Linked DNA regions of Sus scrofa: region 1 is linked to region 2. Evidence: chromatin contacts called from public HiChIP or PLAC-seq data. All regions are on one chromosome and are shown on one strand. Each heading gives the region's core, a stretch centred on a gene start, on an enhancer-like site or on the middle of the called end of the contact. The rest is flanking DNA. Distances are from core to core; before and after follow the strand shown.

Region 1 (6,353 bases), core at 146-2,645, 120 kb before region 2:
TGTTACATGCAAAAATGCATTTTATAGCTGTAATTTAAATAGCAGGAAGTCATTGCTTATACTTCCACAAATATGTCTTGACATCCATGAGAGCTGGTGACCAGGCACTGGAACAAGGAGTCTAGTTACCATCCCCACAACAACTCTATCTCCAGAAAACTGGAGAACAGACTAAAGAATATTATTACAAAAATGACTCATGCTTGCATAAACTTACTTGATAGCAGAAAATAGCCAAAAGGGGCAGGGAAAAAAGACTCCATCTCACCTTCACCATGTAACTTGCACCGCACTTTCACCTTTCAAAAATCATGGGAGTATATCTAACTGATAAAACCTCCACAGGACTCATGCCACACTAGTGATGTGATGCTAAAGTGACTTAGTAAAGAGGGGTAGGTAAAACTTAATTGCGAATTATATCTCCAACAATCTCTCCAACTCCAACAATCTCCAGTCATTCTTCTCTAGAGAATGACTAGAGATTCATTCTCTAGAGAAGAATAAAAGAGATAGTCTCTGAATGGAACAATGCCAGCTACATTTGAGAACCTAGCAAATGCACTAAAAACAGAATTAAATGACTTTATGTACAATGAATGCTAAAATTTCCAGTCAACTTCCCCCACTTTGCTCCCATAACACAAATGGCCATAAAACCATAATCCAAGCAGAATAGTTTAAGCATCATACTTGAGAAAAACAAGCAGTCCTAAGGAAAGACCTAATGATACTGACATCAGGAATTCTCCCACAAATGGCCTAGACAGATCATTCTTCATGGAATCTAAAATTGAAAGGTCCTACCAAACTACCAGAACTTCCAGAGTTTTAGTTAGTCCCACACTCTTAAACAAATAAAAGCAATGTTAAGAGAGATTACGCAGCAGAGGAAATCTTTGCAAGTCTATCAGTAAGATCTTTAGACAGATGAAAATAAAATGTATCCAAGAAACAAGGACATGTTACAGAAAAGAACATTTAGAGAACAAGAAATTACTTTTAAAAAATAAAACATCAGAAATGGAGTTCCCACGATGGCTCAGTGGAAATGAATCCGACTAGGAACCATGGGGTTTCGGGTTCAGTCCCTGGCCTTGCTCGGTGGGTCAGGGATCCGGTGTTGCCGTGAGCTGTGGTGTAGGTCGCAGATGCTTGGATCTGATGTTGCTGTGGCTGTAGCATAGGCTGACAGCTACAGCTCCGATTTCCCCCCTAGCCTGGGAACCATCATGTGCCACAGGCGTGGTCCTTAAGACAAAAGACAAAAAAATAAAATATCAGAAATGAAAACTGCCAGTAAGGTCTTACAATTGCCCCAGATTATTTCTCTGAAGAGTTTCCAGGGCATAGTACTAAATGGGGAAGTCAGAGAGAACTTAGCAGTCTCTGTGAACTGAGGAGACAGAGCAAGGCGTCTAAAGACACCAAGATGACTGGAGTTGACAGGTCAAAGTACTACAGAAGAGAGAGCTGCATAGATAACTACAGAGAACACTCCTGAAGTCTTCAGTTGAATACTGATTTAGTACATCTATGTGAAGAAATTATCCAACGCTTAGGGAGGAGCCATGTGAAAGGAGCAGAGGGAGCAATTTCCTGAGTCCACACAGAACCAGAAATAGTTTATGTTATAACCAGCCAGAGTAGAAAACCTCACAAATCACAAGGCATATAATAGAGTCCTCAGAAGGATTTTGCCTCAGTAGTGGGGCAACATTAACCCTAGACTAAATGCTTCTCTAGCGGGGCCTAATAAAGTAACTAAAGTAGCCAAAAAACAAACTCAATTATATCTCAATAAAAAAAAAAAAAAACCCTCTGGACTTGCTGATCACTTGATATGTTTTATTTTTTAACTTCGATAAACAGTTATATAGTTGTTGCTTATAATTATCCATTAACATATCCATTTATTTATGTACTTTTCTGTATACAGATTTCACAGCAGAAATTTTTAATATTAACCAAATTTTAACATTGATATTAGCCAAATTTGATGAAAGATACAAATTTGCAGATTCAGAAAGCACCTAAATCCAGAGCTCCTGTTGTGGCTCAGTGGTTCAAACCTGACTCATATCCATGAGGATGTGAGTTCGATCCCTGGCCTCCTCACTTGGTAGGTTAAGGATCCTGTGTTGCTGTTGTGTAAGGCCTGCAGCCGCAGCTCTGAATCAATCCCTAGCCTGGAAATTCCATATGCCGCACATGTGGCCCTCAAAAGCAAAAAAAGGAAGAAAGAAAGCACCTAAATCTCAAACATGACAAAAAGAAATATGTATTTATACACATAATAAAAACTACAGATCACCAGAGATAAAATATCAAAACAGCCCATGAGAAGTCAATTGTATATCTGAAGACACAATTTCAGAAAGGAAAAATAATTCTACTTTGAAGAAATGCTGAGATAGAAGAAACGAAGGTGAGCCCCCTTCAAAAAAAAAAAAAAAAAAGATAAATATGCGGACAAGCTCAAACATTAACTCTATAAATTACTAACAATACCCAGATTGGAGGTTATATAAAAAATTAGAGAAATTTGATTAAAATTAATATATTTTAATATCTTTGAGTTGTTTGGAAACAGTACAGATATTTACCATTTTTAGATGTTAAGCATGTTAAAGAGTAATCGAAAACTTAGAATGTTTTCAAATTGGTAGAAGGAAATAGGAAAGTCAACTAATCCAAAAAAGGAAAAGGGTAAGGATGAGAAAGAAGCAAGGCACAGAAAAAGAAAAATAGAAAGTACAAAATAAGATGGAAAAAAATAGATCCAAACAGACTTGCACTTGGTACTTCTGGACTATGGTGGGACATATTCTTTAATATTAAAGGAGTTCTTCTGAAACAAAACACTAGATTCTGGAGAAAACAGAGTTTTTAAATTCATTGTTGAGTTGTACTACATAAGTAAAATTTCCAGACCTCATCTCTGCTCAGGGGGCAGGGGTGGGTGGGGCAGGAGGAGGAATTTGAGCTAAAACAAAAGTAGGAAAGGAGCAGAGAGTATCAGGCGAGAAGCAAACTGAGGTACATAGAATTACTCGTCAGCAGGGACCTGCTGTATAGCACCAAGAACTCTACCCAATATTTTGTGATAACCTATGTGGGAAAAGAATCTGAAAGAGAATGGATGTGTGTACATGTATAACTGAATTGCTTTGTTGTACAACAGATATTATCACACTTGTAAATCAACTATACTTCAATAAAACTTAACGACAACAAAAAGAAGCAAACTTAAAAGGTGAGGTTTACCATGAAGGCCAATGCAGATAGCAGCTGGCAAATGACTTCAGAAGACCAAAATTTAAGACAGGACAGCAAGGTCACAGATATAAAAATAAGACAAAGATAACTGTATTCAGTCAGGAACCTTGAAAGGGGCTACGGTGGTGCCGTGGGGTTGGTACTACCTCACTGGAAGCACACACAAATCATATCTGAAGAGAAGTATACACGATTTAGGTCCTTTGTCTTTCTACGGATTAAGATCAGCCACAACTAAAGAAAACAAGCCAAAATAACATCTAAAAATTTAGACAAAGACTTAAAATATTGAAATGCTCAAGATAGAATATGAACTATTATGAAAATTTAAAAATTAAAAATAGACTTACAAGAGACTATAATGAATAAACAGGAAGATTAGAAAGAGAACCAAACGGAAAATATAATTACTGAAATTAAAACTATTAAGTGTTTTAAATAGATCAGACACTGCTGAAAAATAATTAGTAAAAAAGAAACACAGCTGATGAAATTAACCAAAATGCACCACGGATAAACAAGATGATGAAAAACATGAGATTAAGAGACATGAAAGACAGAGTAAGAAGGCCCATCATTTGTGCAATCAGAGTCCTAGAAGAGTAGAAATGACTGCAGTATCTGAAGAGCTAGTGGCTAAAAATTTTACAGATCTAAAATGAATCAAAAGATACAGGAAGTCAGCATATACTAAGAATAAATAAAAAGAAACTCACATTTCCCAACATTATAGTAAATCTGTAGAATACTGAAAGGGAAAGAAAAGCTTATTTTATTAAAAGTAGATAGAAATAGGAAGTTCCCTTGTGGAGCAGTGGGTTACGGATCCAGTGTGGCCACAGTTATGGTGCAGGTCCCAACTGTGATGTGGTTTCAATCCTTGGCTCTAGAATTTCCGAGTGCCCTATAAGCACAGCCAAAAAAAAAAAAAAAAAGTAGATACAGATAAAAGATAACCTAAAAATGCTGAGGAACAAAGATGTTGAAAGACTAACTTAGTGGCCACAGACTATGTAGCAGAGCTGTGATATACCCTTGGCATTCTAACTTCAGAAAGTATTCTTTTAACTACTACTACCTATGTTCTCTTTTTAAACTGGCCCAAACATTACTTTTTCTTAACCTTTTTTTTTTTTTTAACTTTCCAGTTGTCCAAAGATTTCTGACTGATATAAGGATTATAAAATTTTTTACAATGTATTATCTAAGAAAGTAATACACTTTATGAGTTTACTTTACCAGAAGACTACATGTAGAAAATTCTATAGTCCTTGATCCAGAACACAGTATTTACTTAGTGAATAATTTCTGATATTCTTGCTCCAAGTTACTGTTTGTGATAAACCCAAACTCCCTGTTGAAAATCCTTGTTAGGGAATTTTCAGATTTCAAGAAATCTAAAACTAAGTTAAAAAGTCCTTACCTAGAAGAAAGTACTGTTTAAGCTTTTATTCATGTTTGTATATTCTATGTCTTTATCTTTTCTTTAGATTATATCTGGAAAAGATATAAACTTGGGAAGAGAACCCCTCCATACAGTGCGAATGGATACTTTGGTGTGTTCTAGAAACATCTTTTCTATATTGCAAATTATAAAATGTCCACAATCTTATATCTTTTTTTTTTTTTTTTTTTTTTTTGCTTTCTAGGGCTGCACCCACAGCACATGGAAGCTCCCAGGCTAGGGGTTGAATTGGAGCTGCAGCTACCAGCTTACACCACAGCCACAGCGAGCCATGTCTGCGACCTACATCACAGCTCACAGCAATGCCAGATCCTTAACCCACTGAGCGAGGCCAGGGACTGAACCCGCATCCTCATGGATGCCAGTCAGGTTTATTACTGCTGAGCCACAACAGGAACTCCTCTCATATCCAATTTTTAATCTGGAAGGCAAAAGGGGAACACAACAACAGTGGGAGAGAGAGGATACCTATCAATTTAGTAATTGTGTATATGTGTCATGGGTATGACATCCTTAATCTCCAAATCTTCAGATACAAAAATATAGGGAAATTCAAAAACATCTAATCCATTGTTTTTTTTGTTTGTTTTGTTTTTTTGTCTTTTTGCCATTACTTGGGCCGCTCCCGTGGCCTATGGAGGTTCCCAGGCTAGAGGTCTAATTGGAGCTGTAGCTGCCAGCCTACGCCAGAGACACAGCAACGCAGGATCCAAGCTGCGTCTGCAACCTACACCACAGCTCATGGCAACGCCGGATTGTTAACCCACTGGGCAAGGGCAGGGATCGAACCCGCAACCTCATGGTTCCTAGTTGGATTCGTTAACCACTGCGCCACGACGGCAACTCCTAATCCATTGCTTTTATACCCTGAAGACTGGCCAAAGAAAATGGACTTCTTCCATTATCTGACATTCTTAAAGACTTTGAATTTCTGGTGTCATCCTTTCTTTAACAAGCCTATATGGAGAGTTCCTTCTGGTTCTTTACAACACATACACTCCTCTGTCCAACTCCCCACTGGGCCTCTGCCACACAATTCATTCATTCAATGTTTATTGAGCTCCCTTTGTGTAGCTTCTAAGTATAGTAAGAAGCATTAATTGAATGAATATAAATTGCTTTGGCTTTTAAAAAAATCAACTTATCAAATGGTACACAGTACTTTAGTCAAAAACAAATACATTCTTAGTAGATTAGCTGGCAATATAATTTCTTATAGCTATTTCCTAATGGGGTGCATTTCTTGAATAATTCCTTAAAAAAACCCATTCTTTGCTAGAGCATAGCAGTGATTTGGCTATTCTGTTTTTATACACAGGCATATATATCTTCCCTCCAATGTTTCCACAATGTATGTAAAATGTACTCATGCTGACCATGATTTTTTTTTATTGAAAAGCAATACAAAACAGCTTTAGAAACAAGAGGAAGGTAATATTTTACATTATTTGTTATGAAAATTTCTATGCTTTGTGCCAGAATTTACTTCCCACAACTATGCTTGCTTTATCTAGAACATCTTCTGTTGTATTTCTACATTATTGAAAGTATCCATTAGTATTTAATTCAGAAGAGCTTAATAAACTGATCATCTGAGAAAAACGGTGTT
Region 2 (6,330 bases), core at 3,218-5,717:
TCTTATGCCAACTTTGAGAATGTATTTTTCTGGGAATTTGTGCATTTCATAATTTTCAAAGTTAGTAGTATAAGGTTGTTCATGATATTTTCTAATAATATTTTTAATGTTTGTAGTATCTGCTGTGATATCCTCCTTTCTCTGATGGAGGTAGTATCTAGATGAATGGTGGAATGAAGTATTGGGGAGAACATTTTTAACAAGTTTTAAACTCAGTCTATATATGCACTTTTGCCCATGGAAATTCAAACTCCAATTTTATCATCAAATTTATTAAGATATATTTATTAAGAATAAGTTGGCTAATTATAATGGGTTATGCTTTGTCTTATTTGACACTTATTGCCTTGAAGTAATTTTCTAGTAATATTTGAGACCTTTGCTTTCTCATTGTCTGTATTTGCTTACCGTTTCCTTACTCTTTATTGTCATCTTTCTGAGTCCCTTTATTTTTACGGACTTTTTTGCATAAAACATAACAGTTAATTTTTTTTTCCTGTCTGATCCGAGGATCTTTTTTTCTTTGATAGCTGAGTTGATCATTGCCTTTATTGATTTTAAAGATATGTTTGGTTTTGATTCTGTCATTCTATTTATATACTGTTTTAATATTTTATGGTCATTTTCTAGTGTTTCTATTTTTGTTCTGAGGTCTAGGTTTTCCATTTAAATGAATACATCTGATAATTTTAAGGATTAGTAACATGATTTAGTTCTAGTTGTGTTTTAAATGATACATATATACTTGTATTTCTTGATTTATTGATCATAAAAAGGAAATAGTATTTATTGATGTCCCAAGATTAAAAAAATGAGTCAATTTACATTGTTGGAATTAGTTTTAAGAAAGCTTTTCTGAAGGGCATCTCTTCTGATAAAACAGTTGAGTGGGTTTTGAAGTCATTAATTCATTTATTCAATAGCATATATTGCTGCTTATATTATAGGTACTGTACAAACACAAAAATCAGACATGCACCCTACCCTTGTAAAACTTCCAGTCTAATAAAGAAAACAAACACTGAACAAATTATTACAGCTGTGTGGAAAAGTGACAAACAAGTGAAATAAAGGATCACGTATACATCCCTATGTGGACTTACATATTAATAAGAAAATGGTTGTTACAACTTTTGCTGTGGGAGTAGCACATGGAGAACTTACAGGCCTCGTGAATGAGAACTTACTCCATAGTTGTCTTAGGATAATGGTACCTTTTTAGGCATTTGAGGTATTACCTGCCCCCTGTGTGTGAGTTTGTTGGTGTTCATGACAAAGTTTAGACCAGCAGCTGCAGCAAGTTACTGCACCTCCATCCTCTTCAACTCGAATGTTTGCCTTTTGCTTCATCTTTCCATCGTCTTTAGCCCAGATTATTATCTTTTGCCTTAACAAGCAGCCACATGAATCAAGCTTTTCCTTGATTTACATAATAATTTTCTTCTCATTATATAGCCTTTCTTCCTAGGCCACTCCCCCCAAATAAGGGGGTAGCCCATGTTTGACTTTTGATGTTTGCTGGCTGCGGTATTAAGTTAAATTGGTTTTGCTGACCCAAACTAGACAACTCAGACATCATATGGGGTTGATTTGAAATAGAGCAGTTTATAAACTGGACAGTGAATTCCTTCTGGGCAGGAAACACCGTTCCTCTGTGTAGCCCTGATCCAGTGTCTTGCATATTTAGCTTCCCATGAGTCACTAAATATAAAGTGTACATTTTTGGGGGTTTGCTTCATTCTACAAATACATGACAAGATCTTTTGTTCTTTGATTAGATTTCACAAAAGCCTTAGAAAAGTGAATAAGATATTCATTGAACTTATGAAATCCTAACATTAGAAAGTATTCTGATCAATTCAATAAAAATTTTATATTTTCAAAGAACTTTCTCATCTTTTTTCAGCGTTTTGATAACCCTCTGAGATAGATAAGACAGTTATTAATATTTCTATTTTACTAGTGAAAATACATACAAAGGCAATTAAGTGACTTCCCTAAGACAGCACATCTATTTCGTGGTTGAGTTAGAACTAAACCATTAAGCTTCCAAATGAGTTTTTTTTTACTGTTACCCTATATTCCCTTTACTACAGATTCATCCCATGCAATTTGAGTGTCTCATATGATGCTTTTCTGAGGACTGTGCAGGCTAAAACGCATAAAATGGTTAGTTTTGTTTGTTTGTTTTTAGGGCCGCACTTGTGGCACATGGAAGTCCCCAGGCTAGGGGTTGAATCAGAGCTGCAGCTGCCGACCTACGCCACAGCCACAGCAATGCTGGATCCTTAACCTACTGATCGAGGCCAGGATCGAACCCTCATCCTCATGGATTCTAGTTGGGTTTGTTACCACTGAACTGCAATGGGAACTCCCTAAATGGTTAGATTTTAAAGGTAATTTTTTCATTCTTCTACTTTACAAAGTATTAACACTTCTGTCCTCAAATACTTGGCAAGGTATATTATGTCTTACATGTTTTAAATATTTGTTTTCATTGGAAAAATGCTTGTCTTATTTCTTTGACAGTTACTGCTAGAAGTTTTAATTTGTTGCTTAAGAGTAATAGAAAATGCAGAAAAATACGGAGAAACATAAATGGCAGACTTTCGAAAGTCTTCTGACAGTAAGCAATGACGGTAGTGAAGGCGGGCAAAGGAGGCTTGAATCAGGAATTGGATTTAGTAATTAGAAGGTTACTGTGGCCTTGGGCAGGTCAGCATTAATATAGTGGGAGGAGTAGAGTCCAGGTTAGAAGGAAAGAATGAATGGAAAATGGAGAAATCAAAAAGTTTCTCTCCTAGTGGCAGGAGGAAGACAGATGACTTGAGGGAGAAGTAGTGTCAGTAACGGCATTTTTAGGTTCACCGTGCACCAGTGTATCTGCCACTTCAGGAGAAGATGCCCGAGGAGAGGAAGGGGTAAAATGGAAAGTGTGAGAGGAGGATTTGGTCAAATTGATGTGTAGGATCAGGAGGAGGCAGGAGAAGACACAACCAAGCACCAAGTATAGAAATAGTCTTAAGAAGACAGCAGGATGCTTAATCCTTTAGGACAGGAGAAAAGTGGAAGAAGGGTAGGAGGGTCCAGGGATGATCTCAGGGGATCGGAGGAGGGGTAACTGAAGAAGCTCAGAGCCTTTGGGTTAAAACTGCTGGTATTTCTAGTCAGCCTCAGAGTCGTTTACTACAGGCTTCTTGGCTTGTAGTATTTAAAATGAACAATTAGGTTCATTTTAATTTTCACCTTGTAGTATTTAAAACGAACAATTAGGTAGAGGAGTTTGGATATATAGGAGTTATAGATTTAGTTTCATTTATTGAAATCTCAGTGTGTTTCTATAGAATCAGTTTAATTTTTTTTCTAATGGGGATTATAATTTCAAAAGGTAAGGGAAGATGCATTTTAAGATAAGATATGAAACTGATAGGAAAACACAGGTTTTAAGTTTTGGTGTGGCTCAATTTAGTGGAGTGCTTTTTCCAGGGCTTTTTATTTAGAATTGGCAAGGCTCTACTGTTAGCTACATATCTAAGAATTCACAGAAGTTAAAATTCTAAAAGATCAACCGAGTGGTTCTATTTTGTTGCTCTGCCCATACTTGAACACCTAAGGTCATTCTGAATGGAGCTGTGTTTTTTCTCAGAAGTCAATGACAGATCTGCACATACTTGTGGTCTCTGCTCCTGTGGTAATAACAGAGAGCTCCCTCTAAAACCATACAGATGCTTTCTAACTTACGGGTTGGGATACAAAATGTCATGTTTCAGTTGTTTGGAACTCCACATCTTCCAATAGAAATGATACTATAAATGGTTCCAGCATCCCAGACCAGCCCATAAAAGACCATTGAATCTAAAGTGTGTCTGAGTTATTAAAAATAGGAACTGTTTATGACCATGTTTCTATCAGGAAATGTGTTAAATTTCACCTTTTAAGGGTAGAAGTGTTTCTTCCACTTCTACTTTATCTTTCTCAGCCCCTAGTTGTCTGGCAGTGCTGAAGGAGGCCCCCAGCTCTTTATTGTGGTTCTGATAAGGCCCAGGACAGAAGAGCTGGGATAGAGACTTTTTGAAAGTGGAGAAAGGAGCTGACTGCCATGATGCATGTGCCAAGGGAGAGGCCCCCTTCCTGTTTGAGCCGTGACACCTGCCATTGTAACCCTCCTACCCTCCTGTTCCCTTTCTTCTTCCCTGGACCCATGGTTCTCAGCCAAGACCTGATTTTGTCCTTCCCACCCAAACTCCACATAACCGGGGACATTTGGCAGTGGCCACAGGCATTCTTGGTTATCACAGCAGGGGTGTACTGCTGGTACCTAGTGGGTGTAGACCAGGGATGCTGCTAAACATCCAGAACCAAAATTGTCCAACCCAAAATGTCAATAATGGCAAGATTGAGAAACTCTTGGTCTAGGTCATTGCTGCTGGTTCAAGTGTTTTTCCATTCTTGCTTCACTGCAGAACAGAAATGTAGTTGGTTTCCAGATTCTCTAACTTCTATTCTTGAAACAAGCGCAGAGCCTTTATGAGGTTTTCCTGAGGGCTCTACTCTCATCACAACATGGAAATAGACTAAGTAAAAATAACAAGGAAATTACAGTTTCAGGGAATCTTAATGAAAAGCTTCCATGTTATCCACTGGACCTTAAATAGAGCAAAATTCTGATCCTTCTTTAGGCCTCAGGTCCTTCTTCGCCATTATGGTTTCCTCCTTCCCTGGGTTTCCCTCTTTCCCACCCTTACAGCTCCACCATAGAGCACCTCGGCAGGGGTCCTCTTTCCTCTCCTCCAGATGAGGATCTTAGGCTACTCTACAAGGAGTGAGGGGATGTTCCCTTTGTTATTGCATAGATCTGGCCCAAAGTACTTCCTCCTTCTTTCAGGGAATTCACAGAATGAAATTATACTGCAGCATTTCCCGAAGTACTGCTGCACAGGGTAGGGGGTCTCCTGTCTCTGCTGGTCTCTCCTCTTTTCCATCCTGCCTGGTACCACCCCTCTGGCTTCCGGGTCACGTGACCTGAGCAGTGGCTTAGAAGGGCCCTGTGCCTGGTCAAATGCTCTGCTTTCTTCATGATATGATCTTAGTTCTTTCTGAACAGGGGGGCCTCACGTTTTCATTTTGAACTCAGCCCTGCAAATTATGTAGCTGGTCCTGCCTACCAAAGTTCTCCCAACCAAACTTGGGTCTAGGAGAGACTGGCTCAGGTGAGAAAAGGAAGAGGAAGGGATTTTTAGATGCTTGTAGCAGCAAGAAAGCCCTGGTGGAAAATCTGGGTGGGAAGGGCAGATTCGAATGAATGTTTCAGTCTTCATTCAGAAATACCTCACAGAGCAGACTCTTTCTGGTTTGCTGATATTTATCACTTTTAATAAGATGACTATTTACTAGGTGCTATTGTGTGATCAGCAGTGTGCTAGATGCCATGAGTAAAACTAAGCAGTAAATTTGATATTTGTTCCCTACTGGGTGTATTCAAGTGTTTATAAAACCTCCTTATTTAGTGTCCATCACCTTTTGAGATTGTTTTTATTGTCCCGTTCCATAGGGTAGGAAACTGAAATGGGTTTAGTTGTCCAGCTTTCTAAAACTAGTAAATGGCAAAGCAAGGATCTGAACCCAGGTTGGTCTGATTGTAAAGGCCAGTCCCCTTGATTCTGCTACTCAGAAGTTCAGTATCCCTACCCTCAGGGTTGACGCTCATTTTGAGGTCATAGTATACATAGAAAGTCAATTTCTTTTAATCAGTTAATTTTTTAAAAACACCACACATGTTTTTCATTTTTCAAATTAAATGTAATGGTAGATGAAAATGTTACTGGTGTATTTGATCTAAATGCTTTTCCATGTGTTCCTGAGGAATAGATATTAACATAAGTAACCTAAAACAGTATTCTTTTTTTTCCCATTTAGTTATTTATTTATTTCAAATTTTTTATTGAAGTATAGTTGATTTACAATGTGTTAATTTCTGCTATACAGCAAAGTGACTCAATTATACATATATACATTCTTTTTTATATTCTTTTCCATTATGATTTATGCCAGGATACTGAATATAGTTCCCTGTGCTATACAGTAGGACTTTTTTGTTTATACATTCCGTAGGTAGTAGTTTGTATCTACTGCTTCCAAACTCCCAGTCCATCCTTCCTCCACCCCTCTGCCCCGTGGCAACCACAAGTCTGTCTTCTATGTCTATAAGTCTGCTAAAACAGTATTTTTTTTTTTTTTTTTTTTTTTTTTTTTTTTGTCTTTTGTCTCCATACCTGCAGCATGTGGAGATTTCCAGGCTAGGGGTCAGATTGGAGCTGTAGCTGCTGGCCT

What was found. HiChIP or PLAC-seq counts read pairs in DNA pulled down with a chosen protein or histone mark.
Region 1: an H3K27ac HiChIP or PLAC-seq map of alveolar macrophages shows a contact between it and region 2. The contact joins two enhancer-like sites. A contact is called at or near these places in 1 of 47 Hi-C or Micro-C datasets (epiblast stem cells) and 1 of 2 datasets of contacts at active chromatin or transcription factors (alveolar macrophages).

The regions. Positions count from the first base shown.
Region 1 is chr1:103,820,128-103,826,480 of Sscrofa11.1, reverse strand. It overlaps POLI (DNA polymerase iota), which reads right to left. Exons shown (of 10, transcript XM_021093321.1): 10 at 6,116-6,353. Among named protein-coding and RNA genes, the nearest start is that of POLI, 30 kb to the right of the region's middle. Within about 2 kb of position 1,395, at least 1 of the 83 cell types and tissues checked has an H3K27ac peak or open chromatin away from gene starts, as enhancers often do. A contact at or near this core is called in alveolar macrophages, where this site is marked.
Region 2 is chr1:103,703,813-103,710,142 of Sscrofa11.1, reverse strand. The region is part of intron 7 of MBD2 (methyl-CpG-binding domain protein 2); the gene reads left to right. Among named protein-coding and RNA genes, the nearest start is that of MBD2, 61 kb to the left of the region's middle. Within about 2 kb of position 4,467, at least 5 of the 83 cell types and tissues checked have an H3K27ac peak or open chromatin away from gene starts, as enhancers often do. A contact at or near this core is called in alveolar macrophages, where this site is marked.